Linked DNA regions of Capra hircus: region 2 is linked to region 1. A link is a contact called in public Hi-C data. All regions are on one chromosome and are shown on one strand. Each heading gives the region's core, a stretch centred on a gene start, on an enhancer-like site or on the middle of the called end of the contact. The rest is flanking DNA. Distances are from core to core; before and after follow the strand shown.

Evidence for each region. A called contact is a pair of places that touch in the nucleus more often than the background predicts.
Region 2: a Hi-C map of blood shows a contact between it and region 1, with 5 times the contacts expected there. The contact joins the promoter of CLEC3B here to the enhancer-like site in region 1. A contact is called at or near these places in 2 of 5 Hi-C or Micro-C datasets (blood and liver).

The regions. Positions count from the first base shown.
Region 1 is chr22:53,821,002-53,823,701 of ARS1.2, reverse strand. All of the region lies in intron 7 of LARS2 (probable leucine--tRNA ligase, mitochondrial), which reads left to right. Among named protein-coding and RNA genes, the nearest start is that of LARS2, 66 kb to the left of the region's middle. Within about 2 kb of position 1,306, at least 1 of the 5 cell types and tissues checked has an H3K27ac peak or open chromatin away from gene starts, as enhancers often do.
Region 2 is chr22:54,166,420-54,169,119 of ARS1.2, reverse strand. CLEC3B (tetranectin) reads left to right here and starts at 1,354. Exons shown (of 3, transcript XM_018067001.1): 1 at 1,354-1,680. The coding sequence starts at 1,572.

The DNA.
Region 1 (2,700 bases), core at 57-2,556:
CACTGGACCACCAGGCATGTCCCTTTGATTTGAACGCATCTTTGATTAGAAACTTTATTTCCTTTTGTATTTTTCCTCTCCCCATCAAGACTTTCACTGGGGGAAAATTGCTTTTGTGTTTTGCTTCTATTTGTCTTTCATTTGATAGCAGGGTTTTATTATAACGTGTAAACCTCTTAGGAGCACATCTCCCTCACTGCATTTTGTAACTTGGAGTCTGAGAGCTGCCAGGCTGTGTGGGAAATGTCGATGAGAAAATCAAGTCCTGTCCTGTTCTTGCAATCCGCAGGGTTGAGTGTTTGCTCCTTCGCGTCACCCGAGGCTTGCAGCGGGGACGGGAGGCAGAGGTGAAGGCATACGGGGCTTTTGTTCCCCCTTTCACATTTTGTACTGTCTTACTTGTGCGCTAGTTTTGGCTTTGGGGGGACAGGGGGCTCTTGAAGGAGCTGTCCTCGTTACTGAACAGCACTTGGCCCTCTCTTTATATCTTTTAAGTGGTATCCTTCCCCTCACCCCTACTAGGGGCAATGATAAAAGATAAGTAAGCCTCCCTTGGCTTATTCACCTCCAGTTTTTAGGTCTGCAATCATTTGTCCTATATTTTGTCTCTCTCTGTCTATGGATTCAAGGATTTGGGGGACTGTAGAAAGAGGGGAGAAAAATCACTCTATGCCATGTCTTTTCCATTCCTACTCTATGCTTTACATGTTTAAAATTTGCAGTGGGTATTATGACTTTTTGGAGAAGGCAATGGCACTCCACTCCAGTACTCTTGCCTGGAAAATCCCATGGACGGAGGAGCCTGGTAGGCTGCAGTCCATGGCGTCGTGAAGAGTCGGACACGACTGAGCGATTTCACTTTGACTTTTCACTTTCATGCACTGGAAAAGGAAATGGCAACCCACTCCAGTGTTCTTGCCTGGAGAATCCCAGGGACGGGGGAGCCTGGTGGGCTGCCGTCTATGGGGTCGCACAGAGTCGGGCACGACTGAAGTGACTTAGCAGCAGCAGCAGCAGCAGCATATTACTTTTTAGTTGTAAAATCACAACCCATAGCAGTTAGCCTCTCCGGCATTCCTCCTTTTTCTGTAATTTTTAGATATGCCTTTGGATCAGTCAGGGTCCCAACAGAAGAAAAGTGGGCCCACCTGACAGCAGTCACTGAAGAAAACGTGATGAAAAGACGGATTCTTTGCAGAGTTCGGGGAAGCCCACAAGGGGTGGTCCAGCCCCTGGCACTAGGAGCAGAAGGAAGCCTTTGCCCACCTCGGGTGGCAGGGGTGACACGGGGAGCCACTCCTGGAACTGGGAGAGCGGTAGCTGGAGCAGCAGGCAAGGTCGGCCCATGAGCCACGCGGGAAGGAGCTGGGGGCCTCTCACTGGTTGAACCCAGTCGGAGGGCAAGGGTCCAGGTTAATGTGGGCACAGGGGACCACTTCCACCATAGAACATGGTGGAAAGAGGATTGGAGGGGCAAATCGGCAATATTCAACACAACGTGTTGAATATTAGAATCGTTTATTGATATTTTAAAACACAATATATACGTTCTACTGCCCAAACACGTCTCCGTACTCATTGCCCTCTTTGTTCTAAGTCTTACCTAAATATCATAAGGAATGAATGTAGGGGACTTCCCTAGTGGTCCCTATGCTGGGGGCCTGGGTGTATCCCCGGTCAGGGACCTCGATCCCACACGCCACAACTAAAGATCCTGCGTGCCACAGCGGTCCCACGTGTGGCAGCTAAGAGCTGGCACAGCCAAAGAAAGAAAGAAATAAAGACAAATGCTTTTTTAAAAGGAGTGAGTATAAATGGCAGGGGTGTTTTAAATGAAACTAAAAACAAATTAGAACTCTGTGGAGAGAAACTTCATCCTGGTTAAGACTATAGGTTCTATCAGCCAAAGAAATTTATGGAGAAAGATCTCAGAATATTGTTACCTTTTGGGGGGCCGATGTTGATGGGGAAAAGGCGGAACAGAATTTTCTGGGGTGCTGGGAATGCTCCATGTCTTGATGAATGATGGTGGAAATAGATCGAGCTATACATTTAAGATTTATTCACATTACTCTGTATGTTGTACCTTAAACAGAAGTTTTTTTTTTTTTAATCACAAAAATGTTTACAATTCCTAGAGACCTGAGTTCCTACCCTGCTGTCTCTGTTACTTACTGACTGTGTGACCTCAAGCAAGTTATTTAATCTCTCTGTTCTTTAATTTCCTCCCATGCACCTTGAGGATAGTCGTATTCTCACCTCAAAAGGTTGTCGTGAGGATTAGAAGAGCCTACCTTAGGGAAGCATTTGGTACAGCATCTGGCACATGGTAATCACTCAGGAAGTATCGGCCATTTCTATTAAGATAAACCTATTGTTTTCCCTAAAATAACCCAATTCTGGTAAGTTCTGGGTATCATTTTTTTTTCTTCTTTTCTTCTATTTACTAAAATTTCCAATCTGCAAGTCTATCCTTTTATACAAGCAGATTCTGAACTTGAGTTAGCCACATGCATACAGCCTCCCTTCCCAGGCCTGTCCTGAGAAGGTCAAAGCACTGGGGCAGTTCACATTCTTTCTTTTCAGCTTGCCAGTAGCTTCCTTGCCAAACGATGCTCCAAGGAGATGCCCTTAAGTCTCAGAGCAGAGATACTGCCTTTGTAGCCTGTCTTACCTGGGAGGGACCTCCATATGAATCCT
Region 2 (2,700 bases), core at 105-2,604, 350 kb before region 1:
GTTGCAAGGGGACTCTTTCCTCTTTGGAGTTAGTAAGGATTTTGTGGGCAAATAATCTGAGACAATGAAAAGTTCCCATTGCTTGCGACTTCCAGAGTATTCACTTATTTATTTGTATCTGTCTGCGCTCGTGGTTTCCCATTTGACTGTTATCGTCACTGTTTTGATGCTCAAACTGTCCCCGATTTGGGCCCTAAGAAGCTCCTTCAAGCTGGTTCCGTGTCCTGCCACGTTCTCACCCTTCTTTAAACATTTTCTTATGTTCTGGCAAAATAACTTGTGCTGGGCTTAGTTTCTCCTTTTCCTGCCGCGGCCCTGGAATGAGCCGTTGCTCCAAGGTGCTGCAGTTCCTTTTCACGGAAAGCCGTATTGAGAAGCCGGCGCTTGGATGCCAGGCGAGCTCAAGCCTTTGGTGGGGCTGCTGCTCCACCCAGACATCTGGCTGGGGGACTGAAGCGCACATTTCCGTGGACAGCTTCAGACTGGGCTTCATGTGTCAAAGTCCACAACTGCACACCGACAGCTCCAATGTCAATCCTACACGGTAGGAAACATTCTCTATGTTTTCTCTATGTATTTGTACCTCCCTTTCCTGACAATGAGAAACCTGACTCCCGTGGTCTTTTTTGTTTTCTTTCTTTCTGTGTAACCACTCTCTCCCATGTGCCCCCACCTGCTCTCCCATGCAGATCTCTTCTCCTCACCGGGACTCCAACACTCCATGGAGGACCTCTGTTCCCCCAGGGGGTGCCCCCTTCCACCCTGTTGCGTCCTGACACCCCACACCAGACTCCCCTTCCTGGGGGCATTCTTTCCTCCCTGCTCCATCTGACACCACTCTGGCACACCAGGTTGCCCCTTTCCCACCATGGTCACCTCGGCTTCAGGAAAGGATGGTTGAAAAACAGAGAGTGAGGCAAGAAAAGAAAGGTCTTCTTTGTATTTTTAACCAAACATGCATCAAGAACACAGACGCAGAACTATAAAAGAATCGCAGCAAACACTCCAGACAATTTGGCAGTGAGCCCCAGTTCTCTCCCTAAGGAGACACGGTTCCATGACTGTTCTGTACCCGGGCTGGGGTCAGATACCAGTGCTGCCAGTAGGTCCAGTACCTTAGGCTCCCTTAACCTCACTGAGCCTCAGTTTCCTCAACTGTAAAATGAGGAAATGCCAGCACCCGCCTCACATTGCTGGTGTGAGGCCTCTGTGAGGCCAGGGAAAAGCGTGACCCAGCGCCTGCCTGAGAACTGCCCAGCAGATGTGAGCTCTGAGGACAAGCATGTATTTTTCAGAATCCTAGAAAACAATGACTGTTTCAGAGGGCGGGGCCAGGATGCTGGGTGGGTGTTCCCCGAGCAGCAGCCAGGTTCTGTGGCTCCCAGGCCTTCCTCTTTTTGAAGGATTTTTTTTTTTTTTTTTTTTTTGGCATTCCTGCAGCCGACTTTGGGAGGGTTTTCTGGACAGAGGTCCTTGTGGCCGCTGCCTTAAGACACGCAGCTCGGGCCCCAGCGGCCAGTGCTCTCTGACCCAGGCCCACCGCAGGCAGCAGCAGCAGCAGCAGCAGCAGCATGGAGCTCTGGGGGCCCTGCGTGCTCCTCTGCCTCTTCTCTCTCCTGACCCAGGTAGCCGCCGAGGCCCCCGCCACCAAGGTCAAGAAGGCTGCAAATGCCAAGAAAGGTAAGGAGGTGGGTGGGGGAGCTGGTCGCTTTCTCCTTGACTGGCCCTCACCCTCCGTTTTCTCCTTCCCTTCCCTTCTCCGCGAGCCCAGGGAACAGTGAAGTACCCCCCCCTCCCCCCCCCGCCCCACCAACTGGGACCTGGGTGAATTCTCCAGCCGCAGGGGGCAGCTGTCAGGCTGTCGGAGTCACGGGCTCTTAGAATCAGAAAGAACCTTCCAGATCGCCTTAACGGACACACACTCCTCCCCCACCTCCCCAAGATTTTAAGAGAAACCACATGTTTGGCTCGGCAGCCTGGAGATGTCCGACTCTTCTCGGGAGGGCTGACAAGGCACCACCTTGTCATCTCTGAACCTCAGGCTTCTCAACTGTGAAACAGAGATGGGGGCCTTGGCGCAAAAGGTTGGTTGGGAGGATTTAACGATAGAAAAACACGTAAGGCTTCTGGAACACAGGGTATAATGTAATGCACAGGGAAGGAGATACGGACAGCTTGCAGTTCTATGGTGCATCACAGCCTTCAGGAAATGAAACTGTTCAAGGCTGAACCAGGACAGTGGAGGCAGCTTTGCTCTCCCTCCACGGCCTCTGGGCCCGGGGTGTCCTTGGGTGGCCCTGGCCTCAGCAAGGCCTGCCCTTGGAGCCCTGCCTGCAGTGAGGTCACCCCGGGCTGTGTTGAGACAACACTAGTGGAGTGTCATGGCAATGCAGGGGGCTGTCACCCCCCAGGAAACGAGAGTGCTGATGCAGGCAAGCAAACGGCTGGCCTGGGGCCACGGGCCCAGAGGAGGCAAGGCCGGGGGACATAGCTGCCCTCAGGCCCCTCCCGGAGCCTCCACTGTAAATGGACAGCTGCCCACGGTCCATGGACGATGTACGCAAGGGCACTTTAGGACCACGGAGCCCCACAGGCCTGCGACACAGAATGGGCGGGTCCCGGTGCCGACAGGAATAATCCCCAAGGTTCAGTTCATAAAGTAAACAACAAAAAATTCAAAACAGAATGGATACTTACGTA